2 separate regions of the Zea mays genome follow, and region 2 is linked to region 1. The links are chromatin contacts, called in public Hi-C maps. All regions are on one chromosome and are shown on one strand. The core of a region is the stretch at or near the end of the contact, and the rest is flanking DNA. Distances in the headings are between cores, read along the strand shown.

The links. A called contact is a pair of places that touch in the nucleus more often than the background predicts.
Region 2: a Hi-C map of leaf mesophyll shows a contact between it and region 1, with 2.0 times the contacts expected there. The contact joins the promoter of LOC103641046 here to the enhancer-like site in region 1. A contact is called at or near these places in 2 of 25 Hi-C or Micro-C datasets (leaf and leaf mesophyll).

What each region holds. Positions count from the first base shown.
Region 1 is chr10:42,428,697-42,431,396 of Zm-B73-REFERENCE-NAM-5.0, forward strand. No RefSeq gene overlaps it. Among protein-coding and RNA genes, the nearest start is that of LOC103641044, 320 kb to the left of the region's middle. Within about 2 kb of position 1,270, at least 6 of the 20 cell types and tissues checked have an H3K27ac peak or open chromatin away from gene starts, as enhancers often do. A contact at or near this core is called in leaf and leaf mesophyll, where this site is marked.
Region 2 is chr10:42,804,691-42,807,390 of Zm-B73-REFERENCE-NAM-5.0, forward strand. LOC103641046 reads left to right here and starts at 1,324. Exons shown (of 4, transcript NM_001346711.1): 1 at 1,324-2,157; 2 at 2,236-2,700. The coding sequence starts at 1,414.

The DNA of each region.
Region 1 (2,700 bases), core at 20-2,519:
ATGTGACCGTTGACGCACGCGGTACTGTTGGACTACGGGTTTCCCGAAGCGTCGCGTCCCGTGTATAAAAAGGAGGGCGGGGCGGTGCGGTTCAGGTGCACTTTCTGCACGCCGCAAAACCCTAGCCTCCTTTTGAAACCGCTCGTCCGCTCGCCTGCCCTCCTTGCTCCTGCTCGTCGGAGATCTGGCCCACGTTGTAACACCCCAGGTGTTTATATTCCGCTCGACAACGAGTACGGATTTAAGCACGTAATATCAGTGGGTAAAACGGATGCGAAATTTTAATAATCTTCGCCTATCGCGATTTTAATATCGCATCTGTGCCGTCTGTCGTGAGTGCGACATCATTTTTATTTTCATCTATTCGGGCTCGTCCTAAATTTTCGTGCTGTTCGGAACATATTTGTTCTGAAAATCGGGCGTGAGGTTAATAATTCAGATATGGTTTTGGCTAATTTTAGTCGAATCCCATAGAACAAATTCTCGAAGACGAAATCCGTCTTATTCGGGCCGTCGTTTCTCGCGCCGATCCAAAACTTTGGATATAAATAACAGCGCAAACTCATCTGATTCTAAAGCATTCGCTAAATCAAAACCATGTCATCCTTACTGTCTATATCGTATGCATTGCTAAAAAATTAGAACCGAGCTGAGTATTCATAACTAATCTGTTTCCCTGTTCAGACTGCGGATAAAATTATCTGATCTAAATTAAATCAAGCGTAGTCTGTACTTGTTGATGGATATTTTTTGTTTTGCCCGGTTTACATCTCGCGCCGATTTAATCAGAGAATTAAATTATCTTTGTGTTCTCGTATAAAGAAAAATAAAAAAATTCAGCCGTAGCCTCATCCATTACGCGTCATCGTTCCTATCTTCTTCCTTCCCAGATTTTTCCGCCGCCGTTCCCTGTTGAATTCTCTGCCGTCGTCCTTAGCAACGGCAGATTTTTCCTGGTTCGCCGGTGCTTATCCCCTAAGCGCGATCTCTATTTCTTCCACGGAAGTGCGCTTGCTGCCTCTCTCTTCCCAGCAGCGAGTCTCCTCACCGGCGCCAAGTCCCTTCTCCAGCTCGACGATGAAGAAGAACAGGAAGGATATCGGAAGAGCAGCAAGAAGCGAAGTAGTGGAAGTCTGAATGAGATTAATTTCTTCTCTCTTCACTCTGTCTTCAGTATTCAGTTTATATTGCTAATGTCTTACAAGCCAATTTGGCCCAATACGACCACCACCACACAACTAGTTCACCCATTTAGCTCCTGAAACTCGTGGATTCGGCCTTCTAATTCTGCGGCCCATTCTTTGAACGCCAGCCTTCTCTTCTTTCCCGGCATTCTCCTTCTGCTCTTGCTGCGTCAGTCTTCTCACACTCGCGTGCTCCCTGTGCTGGATTTTCCTCTGCTCTCTCCCATTGTGCCCAGCCAGAGCCGCCCCCAATCGCCGTGCGCCCTGCTCCTCGCGTCCCCCTGCTCCCTCCCTCCCTCCCTCATCTTCCTCACGCTCGGATGTCACCAGAGCTTCCCCCAAGGCCGGAATCCCTGGCTGCGGCTGCTGCTCTGAAGTTCTCCCTGCGCGTCTCGAGCTTCTCCGCGATGGCTGCCATGGAGTCCACCGTACCACGCCCGGCCGGAAACTTCCTCCAGCGCATGGAGCTCCTCCAGCCGCGTCCCCTCAGCTCGTTTACCCAGCTCGCCCAACCTCCCTGCTCTCTCTCCCTGTTCCCCCTGCTCGCCCCTGCGCAGGTGAGTCACCCCGGTCCGGCTAGGACACCGGACGTCGTGCGCAAGTCGATTTCCTTCTCGAGCTCGGCGGCAGGTCATGGTGATGCCTTGCTCCTCCTAGCTCCTTCTCCCTTGCCGCGCGCACCTTTTCTGCGCCGCGCCCTAGCCCCTCTGCCGAGCTCGTCCATAGCCGGCTTCGAGCTCGGCCAATGCGTGGACACCAGACGAACTCCCTGGAACTCGCGCCATAACCCTGTTCATCAGCGGCGCGCGGATTCCTCTCCTCCCTAGCCCCTGTTCGGATTTCACCTGGCCGCTGCTGCTCCATCGGATCGACCAGTCTGTGCGCCGAGCTCAGCGTCCTTTGTTTTCCCCATGGCGCGTCCTGCTCTGTTGCTGCCTGCCGGAGTTTGCCGATGGCCTGTGTCGTTCCTGCGCGCCGTGGTCGTGTGCAATTCGCGCACAGCTCGCGGAGCTTCTCCTCGCCCCGCTCCTAGATCGTCGTCCCTATTCCCCCACAGCCGCGACGCCGAGCTCGCCCCAGCCGTAGCTCCTCATCGTGTGCCTCCACACCGGTGCTCGACTAGCTCGACGATGATCAGACCGTCGCCCTGCTATGTCGTGTTCCATTTCCGAAACACAGCTCTTCGTTATGGCCGTTAGACCGCCGTTGATCTAGTCGTCGCAGCTCCTCTGTCACGGTTGATCTTGGTTTCTTCCGTGCCGCCGACCGTCGACCTCGTCGTTGCCTCACAGCGCTTGGACAACGACATCGTTACTGGGCAACATGTTTGCCCGTCGCCACGTTATCTTCAACATCACGACTCTACTAGACTTCGTGCGCTCGTCGACACTTAGTTGTCGATCTCCGCCACGTCAGCCTTGACGCGTCTTGCGTTCGCGCTGGAAGATGAAAGAGAAGAGCTAGAGCAACACTCGTCAAGTATCAGTGGTATGTGCAAGCCGTATAATGTCGTCCA
Region 2 (2,700 bases), core at 74-2,573, 380 kb after region 1:
CGAAGAGGTGCTAATTGAGATGAAAATGATGGGGTTCTCCCTAGGCCTTATATACAAGTTCGTGGGGCATTCCCTATGCACACGCTGATCACACTCTTCCAGCTTATCTCCTAGCTAATAGCGAACAGACTTTGGTTATCTTGAGGAAAACCCGATGGCTCCGTTCCGAGCTATCTCCGGCGTTTAAGGGCGTCGGGCGCGAGAAAACGAACGGCTTCCTCAGGATCATGCCTAATCCCGCGAACGATCCGGACGTGAGCCCATCGCCTTCTTGGGTCGGCCCATTTCAACTATAGTATTTGCCCGGCCCACGATGCGATGACCTTGCAGGACGACTGGCTCGTTGCCCCAAACAGGGTTTTCGCCTTCTAGTAGACCCGAGGGTTATCTGTCCCCCACAAGCGCCGCCGTCGATCGCCCTCCTCGGGGCGCCATCGCCGCTGGTCCCATAGGATTGTTGCCGCTCGCACACCCAAGGAAACCGCCACCGCCACTCGCTCGCTCGCGGGAATCGCCGCCCCTACTAAAACCTAATCTCTGGTGGCCTAGGGGTGTTTTTATAGCCGTCCGAACCTAGTGTGGCTGAACCGGATGGCACCGTTGAGCCAGGGTTTTCTCTAATTATTGGAAGCCCAGGGCTTCAAATATACAAACTATATATATACACACACCGCGCATGCCACATGCATGATGCCGAGCGACCATTTTTTGGGAGGTCGACACTATGACCACGACACCGATCTCCTGCCACGTAGATGCCAGCTCGACATACCGGAGCAAGATTTCGGCGCCATTTATATTGGCGTCGAGACGTGTAATCTCGGCGTCAATAATAATGGTGATGATGTAAGGGTCAATTTCCTAAATTCAATCTAGAAAGAGCGTATTTGTGAAAATCTTTCGCAAAAAGGGTCAAAATGCAAAAAGATGGGCTGCCCGCCAGCCTGACCGTACGCGGACAAATGTAAGCTTGGTCTCTGGGGATCCGGAACTCGAAAGTAACAGCCCACAGCCCACGACCGGCCCAGTCTCATCACAAACGCACGCGCACGTCGCCGTCGTCGTCGCCCCGCTGTAACCCTACCCTAGCCGCCCCCGAAGCTTCCCGTCCTTCTCCTTGCGGCGGCCGCTGGCGGCGCGGCAAGTCGGCGGCCACCCGCCCCTATCTTCTACTTGAGCCTCCCAACCTCATTGCCGCTGCACACCTCATCCCCCTCCGCACCGTAGATCTTCTTCTCGGCGCTCAGGAGGACCACTCAATCCACCTTCACTTCACCGGGCGGGATCTGGTCGCAATCGGATCCACACCGCCGCCGCGGCCGCCTCCTCGGGTGGAGTCCCGGGCTCGACGAGACGGAGGCCAGGGTAGACGACGGAGGCGACGAGGACGACGAGGCTGAGGAGGGGAAGCCCATGCCGGCCGCCGGGGCCCGCCGCTCCACTCGCGTCTTCATGCCCAAGGCGGCTAAGCCGCCGCAATCCCAGGAGCACGTCGATCCCGCCACCCGGGTCCTCCGCTCCGGCAAGCGCCTCGCCGCCGACCGGATCCGCTGGGACGCCAAGGAGGCGGCAGCCTTCCACGTCGACATCAATCACGGCCACGACCAGCAGCACCAAAAGGAAGATTACCCCAAACCGGGATTGCCAGCTCTGACAAAGTCCTTCGGGCTCGTGTACAGAAGGAAACGCCGTCGCCGCCGGAGGCACCCCGCCGATGAGGTCGTCGCCGAGGACGAGGACGGCAGCAGGAGGTTTGGGATAGTATACACCAGGAGGAAGGGCAAGCGATCGAAGGTCAGCCCTCTCCTGGTCCCGCAAGAGCCAGAGGTCCCCTGTGACATCGCCGCCGCCATACCATGCTCCTCCTCCCGGGAGTTTGCGTCAAGAACTGGTTTCTTGGATGCCCATTTCTCGGCCCTGGTAGATGATGCCGTCACTTACTCTGGGGCTCAGATGCTCGTCATCCTTGTCGATACGTCTTGTTCTGGGAGCTCTCACCGGCTCACTGGCCTTCTTGTACCCATGCTGCGGTGGATGCGCCGCAGTTGGCAGCGGGGGAAGTTCCGGAACCTTGCGACATTCATCTTCTCTTCGGGTATAGCTGCTGCGTTTGCATCCCACGGGGTGCACTTTGTCAAGCTCCAGTGCCAGAGCGCTGTAAGCTTTCAACAGCCTTCATCTGATCTATTTTAGTTTCTGGTACAATCGGTGTAACATTTATGCTTCTTGCTGCAGTCTGCATTGTTACACAGGCCTCTTGCGCATTGTGGGTGGTGTGTGCTTCATGGTTCCAAGAAATCTGAACCGCTGCTCTCAGTCGATTTCTCAGCACTTCCTTCATACTTTTCGAGCTTGCATTATGCTGTAGCTCTTGATTCGATGTATCTGTCAGCTATGATTCAGCACAGCAGGCTGCTGGTTGAGGGATCTGAAGAAATCTATCCTCGCTCTCCTTTATATTTGGAATCTGGGGCTCAGAGCAGTGGTTTTGCCGCTACGGCCGCGGGTAACAATGAACCTTGCAGAGTTGTTCCGAACTACATGCCCCTCGAACAAGTTGCTGGACTAGTGGCACATGGTCTGAGGTTGAAGAAGCATCAAAGGCGGAGAACTATGAGACATCCCCGAAATCGGCGGCGACTTATTATAGCTAGATTACCTGACAATGGAATTGGGATGAAGCACAGTACAACTTCCATG